Linked DNA regions of Sus scrofa: region 1 is linked to region 2. Evidence: chromatin contacts called from public Hi-C data. All regions are on one chromosome and are shown on one strand. The core of a region is the stretch at or near the end of the contact, and the rest is flanking DNA. Distances in the headings are between cores, read along the strand shown.

Region 1 (7,127 bases), core at 3,001-5,500, 160 kb after region 2:
CCTCCTCCCCATCCCACGCTCTTTCTGGGCCCACCCTGTATAAGTTCTGGTTGTGCTTTGGGGGTCACATCTTCCAGGTCACTTCCTGATCAGAGCAAGTGCATCTCTGGCCTTCTCTGGACACTCATAGCACTTGCGCTGACCAAGCGCTGACCATTTCTCCCTAGGACTAGAGCCCAGTTTACTCTCTGGGCTGCAGGCCCACTCACTCACACATTCCTGAGCCCTGCAGAGCCCTAGGTTTCAGAAGTTAGGTTACTGTAAGGGTCAGAATATCAAAATTTACTTATTTATTTATTTATTTATTTTTATTTTTTTTTGTCTTTTTGTCTTTTCTAGGGCTGCACTCGCAGCATATGGAAGTTCCCAGGTTGTGGGTCGAATTGGAGCTGTAGCCGCCGGCCTACGCCAGAGCCACAGCAATGCGGGAGCTGAGCCACATCTACGACCTACACCACAGCTCACAGCAATGCCGGATCCTTAACCCACTGAGCGAGGCTGGGGATCAAACCCGCCGCAACCTCATGGTTCCTAGTTGGATTCATTAACGACTGAGCCGTAAGGGGAACTCCCAGAATATCACTTTAGAGCTGTTGTTTGCCCAAAATTGTCTGAGAAGAATCACCGGAGGCTTGTTTTAGACATAGGCCAACTGGCCTCTCCCTGGGAAATTCTGATTTCACAGTAGGTCGGCTTTTCAATCTGTCAAGGGCATACAAGCCCCAAAGGACAGCCTCGTGGAGGAGCTCTGTAGGCAGTGAGGTCAGGGTCAGGGAAAGCAACAAGAAGCCCCTGCGTAAGCTGAGCCATTAAGGGGGAACAGGACTTTGCCACGAAGCAGGCAGGGCCTCTGAGGTGCAGAGGACAAAAGGTACACCGGGAAGCGAAAGTTCAGGGGAGGGAACCGGTAGCAGCTGGCCTGTGGCTGGAGCCTAGGGGTGTGAAGGGGTGTGAAGGGGAGTGACGAGATAGGCTGAGAGGATTGCAGGGGCCTGGGAAATGTGACCTAAAGGGAAAGGAAGGTCAGTGACCTCCGACTAGCAAAAGAAAACCGGCAGGTGACCTTATCTGGGCAGAGCCACTCACGGTAGCCAAGAATCCAATGACGACAGCGTGAGCAAAATTCTTTTTGTGGACATAACGGTCCATGGAGCCTGAGTGCACTAGACAAGTTTCTCGAAAGCATTTTGGTGACAGGGGAGTGGGAATAGAAGGTGCTCAAGCAAAGATCCATCAGCAATATTCCCATGGTCCTTTTTCCAAGATCTCAGACCCTCTCCACCAGCATTATTTATTTATTTATTTTTTTAGGGCCATAGGTGCAGCATATGAAGGTTCCCAGGCTAGGGGTTGAATCAGAGCTACAACTGCCGGCCTACACCACAGCCACAGCCACAGCAACATGGGATCCGAGCCGCGTCTGTGACCTACACCGCGCAGCTCACGGCAACGCTGGATCCTTAACCCACTGAGCAAGGCCAGGGATCGAACCTGTATCCTCATGGATAGTACTTGGGTTTGTTTCTGATGAGCCACAGTGGGAAGGCCCTCCACCAGCATTTTATTTGGGCAAACACCCTTTCTGCCAAGCCCTGAGTTGGAGGGCCAGAAACAAGTCAGACAGCTCTGCCCTTGTGCGAAAGGGAGACACCTTCATGAATGGTTATGACATAGGGAAGATGTTAGAACAGCTCCAAACTTTGTGCTGTGGGAAGGCAAAGGCCAAGAAAAACCATCTTTGCCTGGGGTTGAACAGTGAATGCTGTTGGGGGGAGAAGGAGAAGGGCCTTAAAGGGCTAACATGTTTGACAGCTGAGAATGGATGGTGAGAAAGGGGAAAAAGGCTTAAGTGACAGGAGGATTTGCAAAACACGGAGAAACTGAGCATGGCTGAAGCAGAGAATGTAGCTGGGGATGTGGTGGAGAGACAGGCAGAGGGGGTAGGATGCCGAGAGCCCGTGAGCCAAGGCAAGGAGTTTGGATTTGCTGGGAGAGTGGGGGAGAGGGAACCATTGGAAATTTTTAAACTGAGGAGTGAGATGATCAAAGCTGGGTTAGAGGATATTCTCTGACAGCTGATATGGAGGCTGGAGGTGTGCAGAACAGTTTAAGAGACTGAAGAATGAATGTAAGAATGAGTGGGTGAGGACAGAGAAATGAAAGGTTAATTTTATGATGATTCCTGAATCAGAAAACAGAGGGTTTTGTTTTTTGTTTTTTTTCCTTTTCTAGGGCTGCTCCCTCGGCATATGGAGGTTCCTAGGCTAGGGGTCTAATCAGAACTGTAGCTGCCGGCTTACACCAGAGCTACAGCAACGCGGGATCCGAGCCACATCTGCGACCTACAGCACAGCTCACGGCAATGCCACATCCTTAACCCACTGAGCGAGGCCAGGGATCAAACCCACAACCTCATGGTTCCTAGTTGGATTCCTTAACGACTGAGCCATGACGGGAACTCCAGAAAACAGAGGTTTTGACCTCCAACATTCATATGCCCAAGAAGAGCCAAATAAGCATGTAGGAGGGTTCTGACAAGGAACCCAGTGCTGGAGGGGCAGGGGCCTGCGCTGTGACCTACAGCATAAAAGAAACAGACTGGCTGGGCTCCAGACATGAGTGTTCCTATCAGCTTGGGATTTCCTGACTCTTTTGAGTCTTTTGTGCCCCAATTGTGTGTTTAATTTCAATCTCTGCCTCCTCTTCGGGTTTTACCCTAGGAGAAGAACCTCTCCATTCTAATTTGAAATGAATTATTTATGCTTATGAACACACTGGCTGCCTGCCTGGTTTATTTATTTTTTGAATAATACAGCTGATTAGGGATTCACACAAGACAGGGCAAACATAATTCCAACGTAAATGCCCTTCCCCAACTGCTGCCCAATTTTTAATCACTCCAAACTACTGTGTGGCCTGGTCATTATCCTGTGGAGCCTGAAATCTATCCCCGAACCCTAATCAGATGCCCGGTGCCTGCACTTGAAAGTCAAGATCTGCCCTATCAGACCTCACCACCTGTCCTTGACAACCTTATCTCTTGCCACTATGAGTTTCTCCACTCATCCAAATTCCATTCATTCATCCTCCAAGGCCCAGTTCAAACGCCTCCACCCTGTGAAGCCCGTCCTGGTTGTCCCTTAAGGGAAGAAGCCCCTCATGCATATAAACTTCCAGAGTTTTTGTTTTTATATCCTTACTTGGATTCTAAGTTCCCCCCAAGAGAGTTCAGGTGAGGACGATGGCACACAGTAGGTACCTCTGGAGAGTGTGTGGTGAAATTAGGTAGCATGGTTTCCCACACCCCAAGAAGCTGTTTATCAGGCCAGCTCAGGCAAACTGGACACAATTTTGGAGTCAATATCTACAAAATGCTCTCAGGGGAAGTGACCAGGGAGAGCCATCAACCTATACCCATACCCTGACCAGTGTTTCATGCCAGGTGAGTTGCCTATTTGACAAACCCCACTTAAAGAGCATACACCTCACAGATCTGATGAGCCTCCTGTAGAGCCTCACTCTCCTTCAACGCCTCACATCTGCGTGCCTTCCAGTATATAAGGTAGAGTCAGATCATTGCTCCCAGTGCTTGTTACAGGGGCCAAGGGCTGCATGTAAGGCAGGTGTTACTTTTCAGGATCTGGGGCTCAGAGACATGTCCAAAGTCACTCCCAGGAAGGGTCAGGACTATGATTTGACTTATGCCTCTTAATTCTCAGTGCAGTGGCATTCAATGCGTGCAAGTTGTTTGAGGTTGAAAGGAAACAGGGTTTTTAAATGACTTGTATAGTCTAAAGCACACACAGGTGTTCTGTGACCTGCAGTAATAGCAGCTGACAATATGCCACTCCGAGGGTTCAATGAAAGCTAACCAAGGCTACAAGGGGAGGGAGGCGGAGACTTTCAAGGCCTCAGCAAAGGCGCGCTTGCAACCCACAACTGTCAGTACCCAGGGGTCCTCCCGGCTACCAAGCACTAGAGAACGCGTTGGCTGTTTCTGGTACGGCAAGGCCACCGTAGGGCACCCACGGTATGGCATTCCATCCAGCGGAATCTCAAAGCCCTACGACAGATGTGATGGGTGACCCCCCAAGTGCCTTCGCTCGCCGCACAGCTGCCAGGGGTGGGCAGGCGTCCCCTCACCCTCCGCAGGTTTAGAGGGAGGCAGCGCGGCGTAGTCTCCCTCACGTGACCGGGCTCGGCAGCGTCCAGCGCGTCACGCCCCGCCCCGAGCTCTGGGGTCGGTCAATGTCTGCGCCTGCGCCGGCGCCGGCTGGGCTCGCGGGCTGGCCTACCTGCGGGCGGGCGGCTACCGGGCGCGGAGCCGGGCCCGCGGCGATGGGTGAGTGTGGGAGGCGGGTGAGAGGGAAACGCGGGGCTCCCCCGGCCTCAGCAAGGAGTGCCTGGAAGCACGAAGGAGGGTCCGAGGAGGCCGTCTGCCGCGTCCTCTGGCCCACCTACCCCTCAGCGCGCGCGCGCGCACTGCGTCCCCTCCGCCCCACGGCGCGCCCCGCCACTGCCGCTCGTGCCCTCCCGGGTGGGGCCTGCAGCCGCAGGGGCCGGCGGCCGCCGGGTTTCGCTGAGCCAGGGGCGCTGTCCGGCTGCCGGAAAGAGCTTTTCCGGTGGAGGAGGCAGCGCGCTCTTTTGGGCGCGCCTGGGGCGGGGAGGTGCCTTCTGCCGCGCACCTAGAGCGGGGCGGGAAGGGTTCTTGCTTTGCCTGCGCGGGAGGGGAGCGGCGCCGGCACTGCGAATGGGCCCCGGACCCCTTATTCTGTCCGGTGTCAGAGACGGAAGGGGCTTTGGCGAACCCACCACCCTCCCCTCCCTCTTATCACACACTGGGGAAATGGACGCCTGGAGAATGGTAAGTTCAGCCGCACAACCAGACAATGCTTATTCTGCGACACCATGTTGCTTCGCGTTGTAGGAAACTTGTAGTACGAGGCTTTTTTTTTGGTCTGGTGGTGGTGATGGGATTATGTTGTTAATTGTAAATTTGTACCAATTATTGGGTATTAAGCTTATCTAAGTGGGGCGTCTTAAAGGCTATATTTACCCTTTTTTTGGCCCTATAACTGTATACAGCTGGTCTTAATCCCCACCTTCTGTTTCACTACGTGCAAGCTGTGAAACAGAAGCCCTTAGAGTAACGGTAGTGACCTTGCCAATCTGAGCTTCCTCTGTACTTGTTTTTGAAAGGGTTCCGTGAAAGCAAAAGGTTCTAGGACTGGTTAGGTCCGCGGGTGATTTCAGAGCACAGGTTAGGCGTTTTGGATCTGGAGTCACCTTGAGTGCATCTCAGGCAAAGATCACAAGCAGTCTCTTTAAAAAGCAGTGGACTTACCTGGTCTTTCCTTTGGTAGATTAAGCCCAGAGAAGTGGATTTTTAAATCATAGACATTGCTTTAAATTTATAGTGGCAAGATAGTGACCACTGGATCCCAGGTTTATCTTATGTGAATGCTGACTCAGACCTGCTGACTTGTAGGAGTTAACATCCTTGGAGAATTACAGTTGCCTTCTCCGTAGTTTTTGTACAAAGACCTTTGTGCTGGGTTCACAACTGTGTCTTATCCATGTGGGCTATAAATTATGGTGAGCATTTAGATTACACTGTTTTCTTTTACCATAAAAGTTTGACACTTGGAGTTGCTTGAAAGTCATCTTGATTAACTTTGCCTCCTTATGCTGACATAGGTCGAGTGTTTTAGGTAGCAGGCAATGTAAAATTATGGTATATATATGTTGCAATAAATTGGAGTGAATTATCCATGTTAAAGAATTTAAATATGTAGATCAGTTTAGCAAAGAAATTTAGTCATGTTCAAGTATAAATATACAAAATTTTTAATTTCATCGCTACAGAATACTCTGTACACTATCCTTCCTTCTCCTGGCTAAATTAAGAACCTGTTTACACTATCTCCTTATCTAGGAAGAAATGAGAGGGAAAGCTTTAAATCTGTAAAGTCCAGAAGGGTTTCATTGCATTCCTTTTCCCTATGTCAAGGCCTAGTTTTAAAAATCTGAGACCCTAAATGTACAATAATGTTCTTTAAATTCCTTAAAGTAGTTAATTGCAGTGGTCAGTAAATGACTGGCTGGGAGTTCCTCTGTGGTGCAGTGGGTTAAGGACCTGGCATTGTCCCCACAGACAGTTGGGTTGCTGCCGTGGCGAAGGTTCAGTCCCTGGTCCCGGAACTTCCATATGCTGCAGGTATGGCCAAAAAAAAAAAAAAAAAAAAAAAAATTTGCTAACTTCTGTTAGTCACAACTTTCTATTTGTTGAGTAACAGTCCCCATTATCACAAAGGATCATGACAAAACTAGTAGAAGTCACTTTAATTTGCAAAATTTTGGAAAGTAATGCAGGTACCATTCCAATAAAAATTAAAAGTGAACATGGACAAAATTTTATTGTTCAAGTGTGCAAATAACTTGGTTTGTGTTAACAAGGAACATATTGTTAAGCAGCTTTTAAATGTTATGTGTTTGGTGTGTAAAAATGAAATTTTTTTATGTTTGTAAATGTCTCAGTGAGTTAGGAATAGTCACATAGATCTGAATATTTTTGTTGATTTTAACATGGTTTAGTCCTGAAACTCTGAAGAAGAGCAAAACATTATGTAGATACAAAGTATTTCTGTGCTGTTGTTTTGTAAATTTTTATTTTTGGCCACACCCTTGGCATATGGAAGTTCCTGGACGAAGGATCTAGTCCAAGCTGCAGCTGCAACCTACACCACAGCTGTGGTGATGCCAGACCCTTAACCTGCTGCACTACAGCAAGAAATCCATTAAACTGCTTTTTTTTTTATTTTTTATTTTTAGGGCCACACCTGAGGCATATGGAGGTTCCCACGCTAGGGGTCAAATCAGAGCTATAGCTGCCGGCCTACACCACAGCCACAGCAATGCAGGAAGCAAGCGAGCCACATCTGCGAACTACACCCACAGTGCACAGCAACGCCAGATCCTTAACCCACTAAGCGCGGCCAGGGATCTAACCCACATCCTCATGGTTCCTAGTTAGATTTGTTTCTGCTGTGCCACAAGGGGAACTCCAGGACAATTTTTCTTTGACTGAAAATGCCATTGGCTCCTTTAATTGCTTAAGAGCACAAAAT
Region 2 (6,711 bases), core at 1,243-3,742:
AGAATGATTATTTCTGACTCTGAGTCTTATAAGATGTCTCTACTAGTTCCCAAAGGAAAACACCCATATGTTTTTTGTTTTTTTTTTTCTTGCCTGCTTGAAATAAATACTACCTTAGGCCAGTTACCCCATCTGTAAACTGGGAATAATACCAGATTGTAGGGATGCTGAGTAGGGTTAATTACATACAGAACGTGTAGGGGTTGAGCAGATACACAAGCGCTCTGGAAGCTTTTGGCATAATGCTATAGCATTACAATAATTTTGGCTTGCAAATTATACCCCAGCAGAGGCATCACATGGAAAAGTGGGTCCGACCCTATGGCCCGCTGAAAGTGAAATGGAAAAAATAAGTTGTGAAGTATTACTTCTCTTCCTAAACCTTTGGAAAAGGCAGAGATAACACTTCCATGTGCAACCAACATGCAGGGAACACGTTTCCAGATCTTGGAGAAGAATTTCTTGCCCATGGTCACCTGGCCTGTTACTAGGGTCTGGCCATTCTTCCTGAACCTAGAAGCAGAGATGGGAAGGGAGGGAGCAAGGGAGGAATGGTGGTTGGTGGAAAAGGAAAGGTGGGGCTCAAAATGAGGACGTCCTCCCTTTTCAGGTTTTCTATTCGAGCTTCCCTTATTTGCAGGATAATTAAGTGCTTATACAGTAGAGGAATGATTTAAAGGATAATTTGAGATAGTTAAGTCCAGGGACACCTGAAATAAACATCTTGGCCCAGGTCAACTTCTGGGCCTTCTCTCCCCCAAGACACACCACACCACACACACACACACACACACACACACACACACACACACCCCCTCCACATCCTAGATTATTTCCTGTGAACTTCTAAATAAGTAGATCTCAGGCAATGAAGAGGCTGAGTAGTTGGTAATGGTGTCTGTGACTGTCTGGGTCACATAGTGGGTTTGTAAAATTTAACTGGCTCATGGAAGATGACAGTCCTGTCTAACCAGAGGGAAACAGCAAATAGCTTGATCCCGAAGGGACAATTTGCAGTCAATACCATTGCATCACTGTGTGTCGCTGAGTGGACAGAGCACAAGCTTTGGAGTAAGACCCAAATTGGAGTTCCGGTTCTGGCACTACCCCCTCTGTGGCCTCAGGCAGAGGAAGAGTCAACAACTTTCCGGTCCTCCTTGTCCAGGAGCCTCAGACTGAGAGTTTGACCTCCACCTCCAGTCCTGACCAAAAGAGCCAGTGGCCTTGCTCCCTGGTTTTTCAGGTGCCAATTTTCCTATAGGATATAGGAAAAAGTAGATTCTCCCAAAGCCCATCTGTAATGTACATGTTGCAAGTGGAGATAATTAATGATTTGGACAACCATCCTAATAAATCAGCATTTTTAGAGAATTTCTCAGATCTCAGTTCTTACCCATCAGGGTATGTCATATTCTGGGGCTTGACCAGCCAAATTCAAAGGAGCTCTAGTGCATTTACTTCCTTTCCAGGCAGTTCTTCAGTCTCTGGAGAGCGTATCTGCCTCCCAGGGAAAGCTTCACTGAGCATGATATGCCCCTGACTCGACCATGATATGCCCCTGACTCGACCTCAGTTTCCTCATTTTAATAATCAAAGAACGATGGGAAATGACACAATTTCGGCACCATCAGACTACTTAGCTGGCATTCAGGCCCACCTGGGTGACCTTGCTCTGAGCCTCAGTATCTCCATCATGTAAAGTGAGAGCCCTGGATTAAACGGAGCCTTGCCAGCTCCTACAACTTTAGGCATTAAATGTTCCAACAGTTCATTCTGCCAAGCTGGCTGTGAGCTGGGTTAAAGCCATGGCTTCCTCAGAAGTGAAAAGGTAAGCAAACATTTCGACCTCTCAGGTTGGCTCTCCCATTGGTGCGGAGCCGGGCCCCTGCCACCTATCCTGGCTGCATCCTTCATCTGGATTGCTAAAACACTTATTAGCATAAAGATTTTTTCCGATGATCTGGCACAGGGGGAGGAACGGGAGTCTTCGTGTCTTTAAGCAGGGGATAGGCACCCTGTTCCTAAGGGGCCTTGGCACCGCATTTCCTCCAAGTGGATCAAGCTGTTAACTAAAAATGTCCCATGTCCCCAACAGTGGGGATCCCTGCGTAGCATGGCGCGTGGATCTCAAGGGAGGGTTTGGCTTCTGCGCACAGCAGGCTCAGGCTGGCAACCTCTCGCCCTAGGCGGCGGCGGGCCGCGAGTGAGGCGGGGTTGGCTGCGCCGCAGGACCCCGGCGCCCTCAGGCGCGACCCGGGGACTGGCGCCGAGGCGGCCGCGGGAGGTGGCGCTTGCTGAAAGGGAGAGAAGTACTCCAGCCGAGGACCTGGGCGCTAGCGGGGTAGGGCCAGGGCCGAGGTCTGGCAGCAGGGCTGGTGGGGGTGGGCGGGGCGGGGCCTGCGGGGGCGGGCTGGGGGCGGGGCGCGCACAAGCCCGGGGAGGGCGGGGCCGCGGCGCGGGGCGGGCTCTGGCGGACAGAGTGTCACACACGCGGCGGTTCGGGAGGCGGCGACAGCGGCAGCGGCAGGCGCCGCCGGGACGGGCACGGGCGCGCGGGCTCGGGCGGGCGCCGGCTGCCTCCCTCCCTCCCTCCCTCCGTCGCTCGCTCGCTCTCCCGCCTGCTTGCTTGCCGGCCGGGGGCCGGGCTCACCCCACCACTCTTGGGAAGGAAGAAAGGGGCGGGGGGACCGAGGAAGCCGACAAGTTCCCGCAGCAGCGGCGGATCCCGGCCAAGGCGGAGCCTGCGGCTCCGACGGGACAGGAGCGCGCTCCGCGGCGGAGCGCACTGCCAGAGCGTCCGAGGAGGGGGGCGTCTGGGCCTTTCGCTCTCCTTGGGGCCGGGGCCGGGATCCCATGAGACGCGCCCGCGAGGGGCGAGAGATCCGAAGCCCAGGAGGCGCGCGGCGGAGGCGGAGGGCGGTGCTGCAGCTGCCGGAGCCCGGGAGCGGCCGGCAGGAGGCGGCGGAGAGAACTTGAACTTGGCGTCGGGAGCAGGCGCCCCGGACGCCCCTCGCCGGGGCCGGGGCGCCGTGGGACCTGGGAGGCAGCGCTGCCCCCCGAATGGCCGCGGCGGCGGACCGGGCTCCCGCGCCGCGGCCCTAGGCGGCCTCTCGCCATGGCCAAGTGGCTGAACAAGTACTTCAGCTTGGGCAACAGCAAGACCAAGAGCCCCCCACAGCCGCCGCGGCCAGACTACCGCGAGCAGCGGCGCCGGGGCGAACGGCCCTCGCAGCCCCCCCAGGCCGTGCCGCAGGCCCCCGCGGCCGCCTCGGCGTCCTGCGGTACGGCCGCCGCCTCCTGCTTCTCGGCCTCGTCCGGGTCTCTGCCCGACGACAGCGGCAGCACGAGCGATCTCATCCGTGCCTACCGCGCACAGAAGGAGCGCGACTTTGAGGACCCCTACAACGGGCCCGGCTCGTCGCTGCGCAAACTGCGAGCCATGTGCCGCCTGGACTACTGCGGCGGCGGGGAGCCGGGCGGGGGCCAGCGCGCCTTCTCGGCCTCGTCCGCGTCGGGCGCCTCGGGCTGCTGCTGTGCCTCCTCCGGCGCGGGCGCCGCCGCGTCCTCGTCCTCGTCCTCTGGCTCCCCGCACCTCTACCGCAGCAGCAGCGAACGGCGGCCCGCCACGCCGGCCGAGGTGCGCTACATCTCCCCCAAGCACCGGCTCATTAAGGTGGAGAGCGCCGCGGGCGGTGCCGGAGACCCCCCGGGGGGTGCCTGCTCCGGCGGCCGCACTTGGAGCCCGACGGCCTGCGGAGGCAAGAAACTGCTCAACAAGTGTGGCGCCTCGGCGACGGAGGAGAGCAGTGCCGGCAAGAAGGACAAGGTAAGGCGCCCCTCGGCCTCACCCGAGCTTCCAGAGCCACTGTGCGCACGGGGAAACTGAGGCACCGCTCTAGTTTCCAGTGCTTACATATGTTTCAGGCTAGGACCCTGGGGTCAGGGTTCCCACGCTGCTTCCCAGTTTTACATCCTTGCACGCGCTTTGCCCCCAGTCGTCGGCCTCCTGACACAGTCTCTTTTGCTGCTGCTCCCAAAACGTCCTCTCTCTCAGCCCACAGCCAGGTAACCACTTCGAAAGTAATCTGACGAGAGCGCCCTGCCCAACCTTGACCAAGAGACACCCATCCAGCTCCTTAGCAACCCCCGCCCCCGAAAAAAGTCAGAGAGAGCTGTCACGGACTTGAAAGAGCGTTTACTCTTGACCACCCTCTCTCTCCCCGCCTCCCCCCGATTCTGTAGATGGGAAACTGAGGTCCAGAGCCAGCAAGGAACTCGCCAGATATCCGGCTGTCTCTAAACGGATATATGTAAATCCCTCTAAATGCCCCGCCCTGCCCCACCCCCCCGCGCCAGGTTTCCCAATGGGGCGGCCTTTTGTACTGGAGCTGCACCGGGATGCCCCACGCGTGCTTTTCCGGCCTGAAATGCTCTGGCCTGCAAGAGCGCTCCACTTTGACCTGCCAGTTCTCCAGCCCCAGCACGGCAGGGGTCCGCCTACTGGGCCAGCAGGAAGGAGACCCACCCTTGCAATCCTCACCTTCCTTCCTGAATTTACCCCCACCCCATTACTGCCCCAGGGATGAAGGGGACGATTTTGTGCATCCCCCCACCCCAAGATCAGATCATCTTGATCTCCCACGTTTGAAGCAGGCTAGTTAATTACAGCCAGACTGGGCCCTCTCCTTCCCTTAACACTCCTGTGACCTCCTCCCGTCCCCCATACAATAATACTTGTTCTGTCTACTTCTTGTGGAAGGCAGTGTTTTGATTCCGTCCGAGGCTCCGCGCCCTGCGATGGCTATCAGGCTGCTGTCCCTCTTGTTCTCCCCCTCCTCCCTACCTTCTTCAGAAGGTAAACTTTTGCCCAGGTGTGTGGGCTGGGGGAAACTGATAAAGTCTGAGTTTCTTTTAGGACTGGATGTCCACACACAGGAGGAAGACAGCCTCCTACCTGCCAGCTTGTTTTCCAGGAGGAGGGAGGGAGGAGTCGCCCCTCTTAATTTTTCTGCCTGACTTCCTCTCCCCAAGGTCCGGGTCCTCAGGGTACCCCTTACCTGCTGTTTCTCCCAAAGGCAGTGCGGGCAGTTTATGGATTCCACCTCCTCCTGTGGCCAGTTTGGGCACACATCTTGGAAGTGTGGACTCTGGGCTTCGTAAGCACCCAGGATGCCACACCTAAATGACAAGGAGCTGGGAACCAGGTGGTCACCCAGGTGCTGTCTTGGAAGCAGAGGAGATTTCTCTGCGAGCCCCCAGGAGCATGGATTTGCGGGTGATCTGTAAGGGAAACAGCAGAGAGTTGCCCTGCCGCCTTAGGTATGGCCCAGGCTTGACTTGGTGCCGGCCTGGGAGAACCTGAAGTTCCTGGGGATGGAAGGTGTGGGAGCCCAGCCTAGCTCTCCACAGAGACTCAGGCAGTGGTGCTGGACTCCCCTCCCTGCCTTCCCCCTGTTATGCCATGACCACCTCCCACTATCTCATTGCCTGTGGTTCTGCCTGCTCAGTAAAGTCTACCGTAATGGTTTTCAAAACTTTAGCAAATGTTTTTTCCTAATTGTAATTAAAACTGTTTCAAATACTGAGGAATAATAAGTTTTATAGCTGGAATGTCAGGCATGTTGAAGACTTGGCTTCATTCTACTAAGTATTTCTTACAGGTCTTCTCTGTGCTGTCCCCTGCTGGGTACTAGATGGAGCAGGGTCCAGGGAATACTGTGGGCCAGGCCGCAGTGTGCATGATGCGTGCTGTGATGGGAGGGCTGAAAGGTGGTCAGGCAGAGCCGTTATTATGGTTGCCTGCAGAAGAGAGCCTGCTACTTTGGGGGACTGCAGGTAAAGACCCTGTGGCTGGAATTCAGAGGTTAGAGGTGGACAGGACCCCAAGGCGGTCAGGAGCGCCTGGGTCAGGGAAGATGTTGTAAACTAAGCACAGTGAAGGCCAGTGGGGGGATTGAGCTACTAAATGATGTGAACAGATAGGGTTTTTTAAATTTTTAAAATTTTATTTATTTCTTTTTTTATTATGATTGATTTACAATGTTGTGTCAATTTCTGCTGTACAGTAAAGTGACCCAGTCATTCATCTATCTATCTATCTATCTATCTATCTACATTCTTTTTCTCCCATTATTCTCCATCATGTTCCATCACAAGTGATTAGATATATAGTTCCCTGTGCTATACAGCAGGAGATATGGTTTTTCTAAAAGAAGATCTCTGGGCTGCATTTCACCTACTAAGTTGTGACTTCGAGCCCTTTGATCTTTTAAGAAGTTGTTGCAATCCTTGATCCTTGAAGAAGGAAGTTGGAGGAATGGTGGCTACCAGATGTTCTTTCAAGGGAGCAGGAGGGGCAGCAGCCAGGGAGTGTCATACTATGCAGTGGATCTCAAAGCAGCATCTGGAGGACTGGTTAAAACACAGACTGCAGGACCCATCCCCCGAAGTGCCCAGGCGTGGGGCCTGAGAATGTGCATTTCTAACAAATTCCCAAGTGCTCTCTTGCTGCTGATTCTAGGATCATGCTTCGAGAACACCAGTGCCACAATGGCTTCTTAACCCTCCTCTGGGTCTTCGAGGTGGAGCTGCTTTGGGATGCAGATGCCCTAACCTGTAACCTCTGTGTGCAGCTGCCTCCTAATCCCAGGGCCATCACCCACCCCCATTCCTGGCCAGGCAGCAAGGAGGCAGCCTGGTTTTCACATTATT

Evidence for each region. Hi-C and Micro-C count contacts between places; a contact is called where the count stands out from the background.
Region 1: a contact with region 2 is called in a Hi-C map of heart right ventricle, with 2.7 times the contacts expected there. The contact joins the promoter of SLC25A51 here to the promoter of SHB in region 2. A contact is called at or near these places in 3 of 5 promoter capture datasets (fetal liver and liver), 20 of 47 Hi-C or Micro-C datasets (alveolar macrophages, blood, brain and 12 more) and 2 of 2 datasets of contacts at active chromatin or transcription factors (alveolar macrophages and skeletal muscle).

What each region holds. Positions count from the first base shown.
Region 1 is chr1:238,664,551-238,671,677 of Sscrofa11.1, reverse strand. It overlaps SLC25A51 (solute carrier family 25 member 51), which reads left to right and starts at 4,250. Exons shown (of 3, transcript NM_001258408.1): 1 at 4,250-4,342.
Region 2 is chr1:238,822,205-238,828,915 of Sscrofa11.1, reverse strand. It overlaps SHB (SH2 domain-containing adapter protein B), which reads left to right and starts at 2,492. Exons shown (of 6, transcript XM_021066254.1): 1 at 2,492-3,826. The coding sequence starts at 3,116.